Linked DNA regions of Capsicum annuum: region 1 is linked to region 2. The links are chromatin contacts, called in public Hi-C maps. All regions are on one chromosome and are shown on one strand. Each heading gives the region's core, a stretch centred on a gene start, on an enhancer-like site or on the middle of the called end of the contact. The rest is flanking DNA. Distances are from core to core; before and after follow the strand shown.

Evidence for each region. Hi-C and Micro-C count contacts between places; a contact is called where the count stands out from the background.
Region 1: a contact with region 2 is called in a Hi-C map of placenta, with 4 times the contacts expected there. The contact joins the enhancer-like site here to the promoter of LOC107852784 in region 2. A contact is called at or near these places in 2 of 5 Hi-C or Micro-C datasets (leaf and placenta).

The regions. Positions count from the first base shown.
Region 1 is chr6:72,676,057-72,679,776 of UCD10Xv1.1, reverse strand. It overlaps the pseudogene LOC107852782. Among protein-coding and RNA genes, the nearest start is that of LOC124899889, 51 kb to the left of the region's middle. Within about 2 kb of position 2,031, at least 5 of the 5 cell types and tissues checked have an H3K27ac peak or open chromatin away from gene starts, as enhancers often do. A contact at or near this core is called in leaf, where this site is marked.
Region 2 is chr6:71,999,655-72,003,253 of UCD10Xv1.1, reverse strand. It overlaps LOC107852784, which reads left to right and starts at 1,858. Exons shown (of 4, transcript XM_047414770.1): 1 at 1,858-2,320; 2 at 3,205-3,274; 3 at 3,349-3,441. The coding sequence starts at 1,925. The coding sequence ends at 3,407.

The DNA.
Region 1 (3,720 bases), core at 782-3,281, 680 kb before region 2:
ATGTTTCAGTTATTTCAAGACTAGAAAAATCCTATTTAACAAAAAAAACACTAAGGGATTTCTTCTCATCTACCCTAGCCTTGGTTGATACGAGTCAAAGGGGCATCCTAGCTTTCGAGGACATGATTGGAGACCAATACGTAAAGACTCGAGCTTGGGGGCTGCCCAACCAAGAGAACAAGTTTTGAAGTGTCAAGAAGGCTTTCAAAACACTCCAAAGCCACCCAAGTCTACTCTCCAAGGCCGCCCCTCTTGTGGCTTTCATTAAGGGCCTTTTGGTCTTTACTATGTAATAAGTTTAGGACTATAAATAGATGCTATTAGGTCATTTGTCCATAACTTTGATATTTTGAAAGACCTCTTTGAGAGTGTAATACAAATGTGGAATCACTTGTGCAAGTGTGGATTCACTTGTGGCAACGTGGAATCGTTGTGTTGGTTACCCGTTTAGAAACGAGGGTTGCTTGGGGATTCCGGTTCCCTTGAGGTCTTCGTAAGAGTGTGGTGTTGTTATTGTGGGTCTTAGGGGTTCTGGTGTTTGATACACACTTTAGTTCCTAAAGCTTGTAATAGCTTATGTCTCACTATCTATCTTTTTCTTTATTGCAAATCGTTGGTGTTGTTCTTGCTGTCTTGTAATCGGCTTGTGTTTGCTTCCTTTGTGTTGTTGTTTTTATCTTGTTTCTTGTGTTTGTTGGCTGGTTTGTATCATTGATGGACAGGGTCTGCTACCTGTTGTTGGTGGGAGATAGCACGTATCTTGTAGAATTAGTCGAGGTGCTTGAAAGCTAGCCCAGACACCACAGTCATCAAGAAAAATGTTATTTAAGAAATACAGTTGCCTCATCATAGCACTAGGAAAAGGAACAACAATCAAATACAGGGTTGATTAGGATACTAAAATCTAAGGTACTAGAGTAGTTTCATCTTATATTGGGACAATGAAATGAATTTACTTCTTTTGTACAAGTAATTAGTAGAGAGTTCCATTAGCTTTACATTTCAAAAGAAGGTTATCCAGTAAATAAATCACGAAGAATGGGGAGCACATCCAGATGCACGAGACTCGGCTAGACAAAATTGTGCAGCTCGTAGATTATTAATACAAAAGAGGATGCAGAGGAGGTTAACGATATCAGTTAGATTTAAAATGAGCTTCTAATAACACAAAAGGATGATCAACCTAGGTTCACTGACATCATAAGTCACAGAATTATTATTTTGCCTTTCAGATACCAACTACATGTTTTCTTTGCTCCTATATCTCTTCATCAGCCTTAAAACTGAAAAGTAAATAAGTAATAGCTCCTTACTGCTCTTAAATCAAAGACATATCTGGACCCGTTACTAATAATATCACATTCCTGATATTGTGCACCAAATTGCCAACATATAATTGAACCCAATAAATAATTGTGTATACATAACTTGTCAATTTCCAAGTAGTGTGAACCAAACTTACCATCTATAGCAAAACGAGCTAATCTGGAAGCACCCATTCTTTTGAATAAGGGATCCTTGACTTGTAGAAGTGAGACAGACTGTTGCATCAGATTGTCTCCTATTCAAAACAGACATTAATATGCCAAAGACAAATCAGGAGGAAATCGATTCACGTAACCATAGAAATGAGATCTTACTTACCCATGTATGAGAAAATTTGATACCCAATAACGGTAGCAGTCCCAGCAAAAATTAATTTTAAGAGCTACCTCACTTTTCTTTGAGCTTCTTGTTCTATTGACTGTTCATCTACAAAATAAATCTCAAAGTATGAACCCAACAGACTATTGTACAAAATTGAAACCAAAAAAGAAGAAAAAAATATCTAATAAAATAATAACAAGATTTCCAATTTCAAGAATAACACTTTTGCCTACTTAACTGCACAGCTCATTTCTGTAACTGTGGAATAGCCCATCTCTATTTGTTACCTCTGGAAAAGCTGGACGTAGAAAAACGTCGGGGCTGTAAATTTATAGGCGTTCTCCTCCTCCATAGATACTGCATTTAACATCATTACACGCAGAGACCGACATAGGATTTTCATTGAGGGGTAGTATGTATATGGACTATTCGAAGGGTTCAACTCCAACCACATATATAGATAAAAAAAAGAAAAAAATTTATCATATAAAAATAATAATGTATAGCTATTTAATTGGGCATAAATTTAAAAATAAGAAAAGATTTGATAAAATTTATTAAATTATTCTTTGTTAAAAAATATATCAATATTTTTTTTAATTAAATGGAATCAATAAATATAAAAAGGATAATTGTACCTTTAAAATGTTTAAAGTTGTCAAATAAAAAAAAGGAATACTTATTTTAGAATGAATTAAAAAAATAATAATACATAATTTGAGACGAAAGAAGTATAATTTTCTGAGGAAGAATTCGGATGAACCCGATCCTACATATATATGCCACTGATTACACAAATCAGTCTATCAATTAGCTATCCGCCACTGATTACACAAGTTAATCTATCAATAAGCTATCCGCCACTAATTACACAAGTCAGTCTATCAACAAGCTAGATGATACACGCAAATTGACGAGTGATAATCATAATAATAATGAAAAGCGACTTTAGAGGAACGTACAGGGCTGAATCGCGCTATCATTGTACGCATTCTGCAACCCCAAAAAGTAGTGAACCTTCTCGAGTCTTCCCATAAAATTCTTAGTGCTGGTGGCTTCTAATATTTTCTTTTCTACTTACTTTTAAATTTTTTATATTATATATATTATAAGTATATATTTATATTTATTATTATTACTTTACTTTTTTACTCTTTCTTCTTTCTTTTTCTATATTATTTTATATTATAAGTATATATTTATATTTATTATTATTACTTTACTTTTTTACTCTTACTTCTTTCCTTTTCTATATTATTATTATTTTACTTTTTATTACTTTACTAGTCGGCTTACGTCATGATACGCACGGCTCAATGTTGATCCTTAAAAATTTTACGTTATGTATAATTCTATCATTTAATTACAAGTTTTATTTGTTTGGTCGATAAATTCTAAGTTAGATATATAATATAATATTTAGATTGATGAACTTTGCATAACGATATTTTAAGTTGTTCAAACTTTTGTGATATTGATAGTCAATTATATTTTTTAAATAATTTAAGTTCTTAATTATTGTGATTTATAATATTTTTTTCTATTCTACTAATTAGAAGTAACATAGTAAAATTATTATAAAATATACTTGTAAAGTTTTTTTAATGGCTTCATATTCATCATGTTAATTTAAAATATCAAAAATAATTTATCATTTTACGTCTATTTTACTTTTTTTTATTAAATATTATTAATTTTTTAATACTTAAATGACTTATAATAATTAAATATGGGTAATTTAGTAAAATTACGATTAAAGTAGTTGAAACAGTGATGGCAAAAATATCTATTTTATTTTTATTAAATATTATTAATTTTTTAATACATAAATTACTTATAATAATTATTTAGGAGTAATATAATAAAATCACGATTGAAATAGTTGAGCTTATTGTGACTTCTTATATAGGATACTAATAATATAAATTTTTAATGCTTAAATAACCATAATAAGTAATTAGGGATGATATAATAAAATCACGATTGAAGCCGCGAAGCAGACATGTATTAAAAGTGATATAGCATAATAATTATAAAAAATTAATTGTGAAAATAACCTGAGTGAGACTCATA
Region 2 (3,599 bases), core at 609-3,108:
AAAATTGAGGTGAACTTTTGAAACAAAACAAGTGCTTTTAGAAAGTTCATCCCGATTAGTCTTCTGTTCCAATATTTATCTAATTATGATAATTAATAAGTATTAGATATTCCATAACTTATACATGCCACGTGTTTTTGTCATTCAATCAACAATACACATATATACCAAATATTAAACTCTTAATAAAGAAGTAAATTGACATAATATTAACAAAGCATTCAGATTACTCCACTCTTACACAACTTTAGAAAGCAAAATTGTACTTCATTTCACAAAACACATAGAAAATGTCTCATGTCACTAAAATAATAAAATACTCAAAAAAAAAAAAAAGAAAATCATATCCTTATAAATAATTTAAACATAATATTCTTACCGAACCACTAAAATAAGGTCTTCGTTCATGTTTTGCTCAATCAAAATTAGAATAATTACACAGTTTCAGCATATAATCATATTATTTCATTATTGGCCTAATATTAGATTATTTAAAAACAACATTTAAAGCAAAAAAAGGGGCTAAAAAAGGGGCTCAAATTTGATCTATTGAATATAAAATATACCGTCTTTTATTCCCCACTTAGAGACATATCAATTATAATTACTCGCGTAACAGTTATCAAATCATCTTTGTTTATATAATAAAGATGAATATAATAATTAAATTCAATATCTTTTGGAGAATTTATTTAATTAAACCTAACATTTATCAAAATAAATTCTCAAAGCCGATCGACATTCATCTACCACTTGTAAACTGCAACAAAACAATACAATGATAGATCAAAATAATTTAATTAAATCTAATCTTTACACAAAAACTTCCGTAAAGTCAGAAGAAGTTGAGAGTCAGAAAATTAAGCATCTACCAATCTAGTAATAAAAAAGAAGTTGAGGATTAGAAAATTAAGCATCCACCAATCTAGACATAAATAAAAAGTTGAGGGTTAGAAAGACATAAAGAAGAAGTTAAGGGTTAGAACATTAAACATCCACTAATCTAGACATGCAACCGAATCAAGTTAGATGAACATCAATAATATTTTTCCACTAAGCAAATCAGTTTCTTCTCTAGTTTAATACTATTGACGATCATCATACAATAAAGAGCGATCCTAATAATGGCCAAAGAATTAATAAGAATTCAGTACCTACCAAACAACATTGTACCTATAATACATAGTAAAAATTAACCAATAAGAAAAAAAACATAAAATGTCAATATTAATATAAAGGAACTGTAAAGATTAACATCTCATATTGGCACCTATATATTAAACGAAAAATTTCTAAAAATGGCACAAATTAAATTTACCCTCTCATAATATAACAAATGTAGAAAGAATATGTGGTAATTACAATCTAAAGATCTGCAAGAAGAAGGAAATTGAAAAGAAAATTGATTTGACCTCTTGATATGTGAATACTGATGCAATCTTTTTATTCTTCGAGAATAACATAATTCTTAGACTTTAAATAAAGGTTGAATACAATATGAAAGAGTATCCTAAACAAACAAAAACTCAAATAACCCTAAACCTAATTAAATATATATACACGTCAGTTTTTAGTTTCTCAATAAAAAATAATTATAGTAATTATAATTGTATTAGAAAATAGGATACGATTGAAAGAGTAACCTAAACAAACAAAAACTCAAATAACCCTAAACCTAATTAAATATATACACATGGCAGTTTTTAGTTTCTCCACAAAAAATAATTATAGTAATTATAATCTCTATAATTGCTGATTATTTTATTAAATAATCTGGAAAAGGTAAAAAGATAAATTTGAGGAGATTTTTAATAAAGAGTTAAAACGTAATTTAACACATTTTAATATAATAGAGATTAGGCGCACTACCATTGCTGAAAATTCAAAAAGTGCTGGGCTAGTGGGTTTTTTTCTGGGACGTTTTATGGGGAAATCGCTTCCTTCCCCACATAGAATTCAAGATTTTGCGAGAATAATTAGCTCAAACAGAATCCAGGGCCCGACTCAAGTCAAACCCGCATCCAGAATTAGGTCAGTTCCATCTCCCGTGACCGCAAAGTTTAGGGCGGTTGTCGACGGCCAATCATCAGAGCGGCGGCTGAAGCTGAAGCAGAACATGGAAGAAGCAAGCTCTAACTCCAATTCCAATACTTCCTCGTCGAACCAGCGGCGGCTACCCCTTGCCGATGTGGTGGCTGACTGTGTCAAGCGGTGGTTCCAAGATACTCTCAAGGAGGCTAAAGCTGGTGATTCCAGCATGCAGGTCCTTGTTGGTCAGATGTATTTTAGTGGCTATGGTATATCCAGAGATGCACAGAAGGTCCTTATTTTTTTTTTTCTCTTGTTTCATTTATTCCTTGAGTTAATTTACTTAAAGTTGCTCATAGAAATTCTTGTTTTCCATCGACAAGATATGATCAAAGAAAACCCTCATAAACCGTATTGTTGAAAGAGTTTAGAGTCTCAACTTTGAGCTGTTCTTACACTTGTACTTTCGACACACTTTTGCGCTTATACAGTGTAAAGTTGAACTTTTACCCCTTTTATCTAATGCTGAATCGAGGACCTATTCTAAGTAAGAAACAACTTTGCTGACAATTACATATTTTTTATTTTGTCAGAAGAATCCTCTGAATATTTTGGTCTTACATTAGTTTTGATAACAAGGATCAAAATGGGATCAACGGCCCACAACTAATGTTTATCCCCAAAAAAAAAACTAACCTTTATCTTTGTCATGCACATGAAAGATATTCAAATTTGAGATTCAAACTCGTGTGCCCCTTATAATATACTATTAGAAGGAAGCCCATAATTAAGAGAATGTGTCCATCGTGTGAAGATAGCAATCCAATTAAACCTGAAGTCCTTAATAATTGAATACAAGGAGAAGAAAAATCAGGGTGTGCCTGCATAATTTAAGTGCTTGGTTTATTTTTAATCAAGATACATACAATTAAGAGGATGTACCATCATGTACATGCTTACTTTTCTTCTCTGTAATCCAAGAAGTGAATAGCCACAGTGTGCCTGCTCAATTTTTTTTTTTATATATATATATATATATATCTCCACTCCTTCCTCTGCCCAGAAGTAGATTTTTAGGTTTGTCTGGAAATCGACAGTTTCTCGGTTTTCTGTCTCAATTTGCTTGTGTCTGAGGATGTGGGAAATGCTTCTACTGATTGATCATTTTGGGTACAGGGAAGAGCTTGGATTAGCCGAGCTTCAAAGAGTCGGTCATCGGCATGGAAAATGAGTGATAAACGCCCAGGTATGTAAACTTTTTGTTTACTGATTATATTCTTCGCTGTTATTGTGCGGTGTTCATCTTTTCTTCCTTTTTAGGCTATAATGCCAGTGATTCTGATTCTGATGATACTGTGGGGGAGACAAAGCAAAATTGAAGCTCTTTTCATGGGTAAAACAAGCTATGGCATCGTAAGTTCCAGTGCATTCATCTAAACAGTAATAAGAGGGTCAATTGGATACTTTTCTTTCACTTTTGTTGTGCAATGTCGTGTTCTATTTCTGCTCTAATTTGTTTGAAATTTTTGCACTGTCTAGGATATGAACTCTGCATGTAGTAGTGTATGACA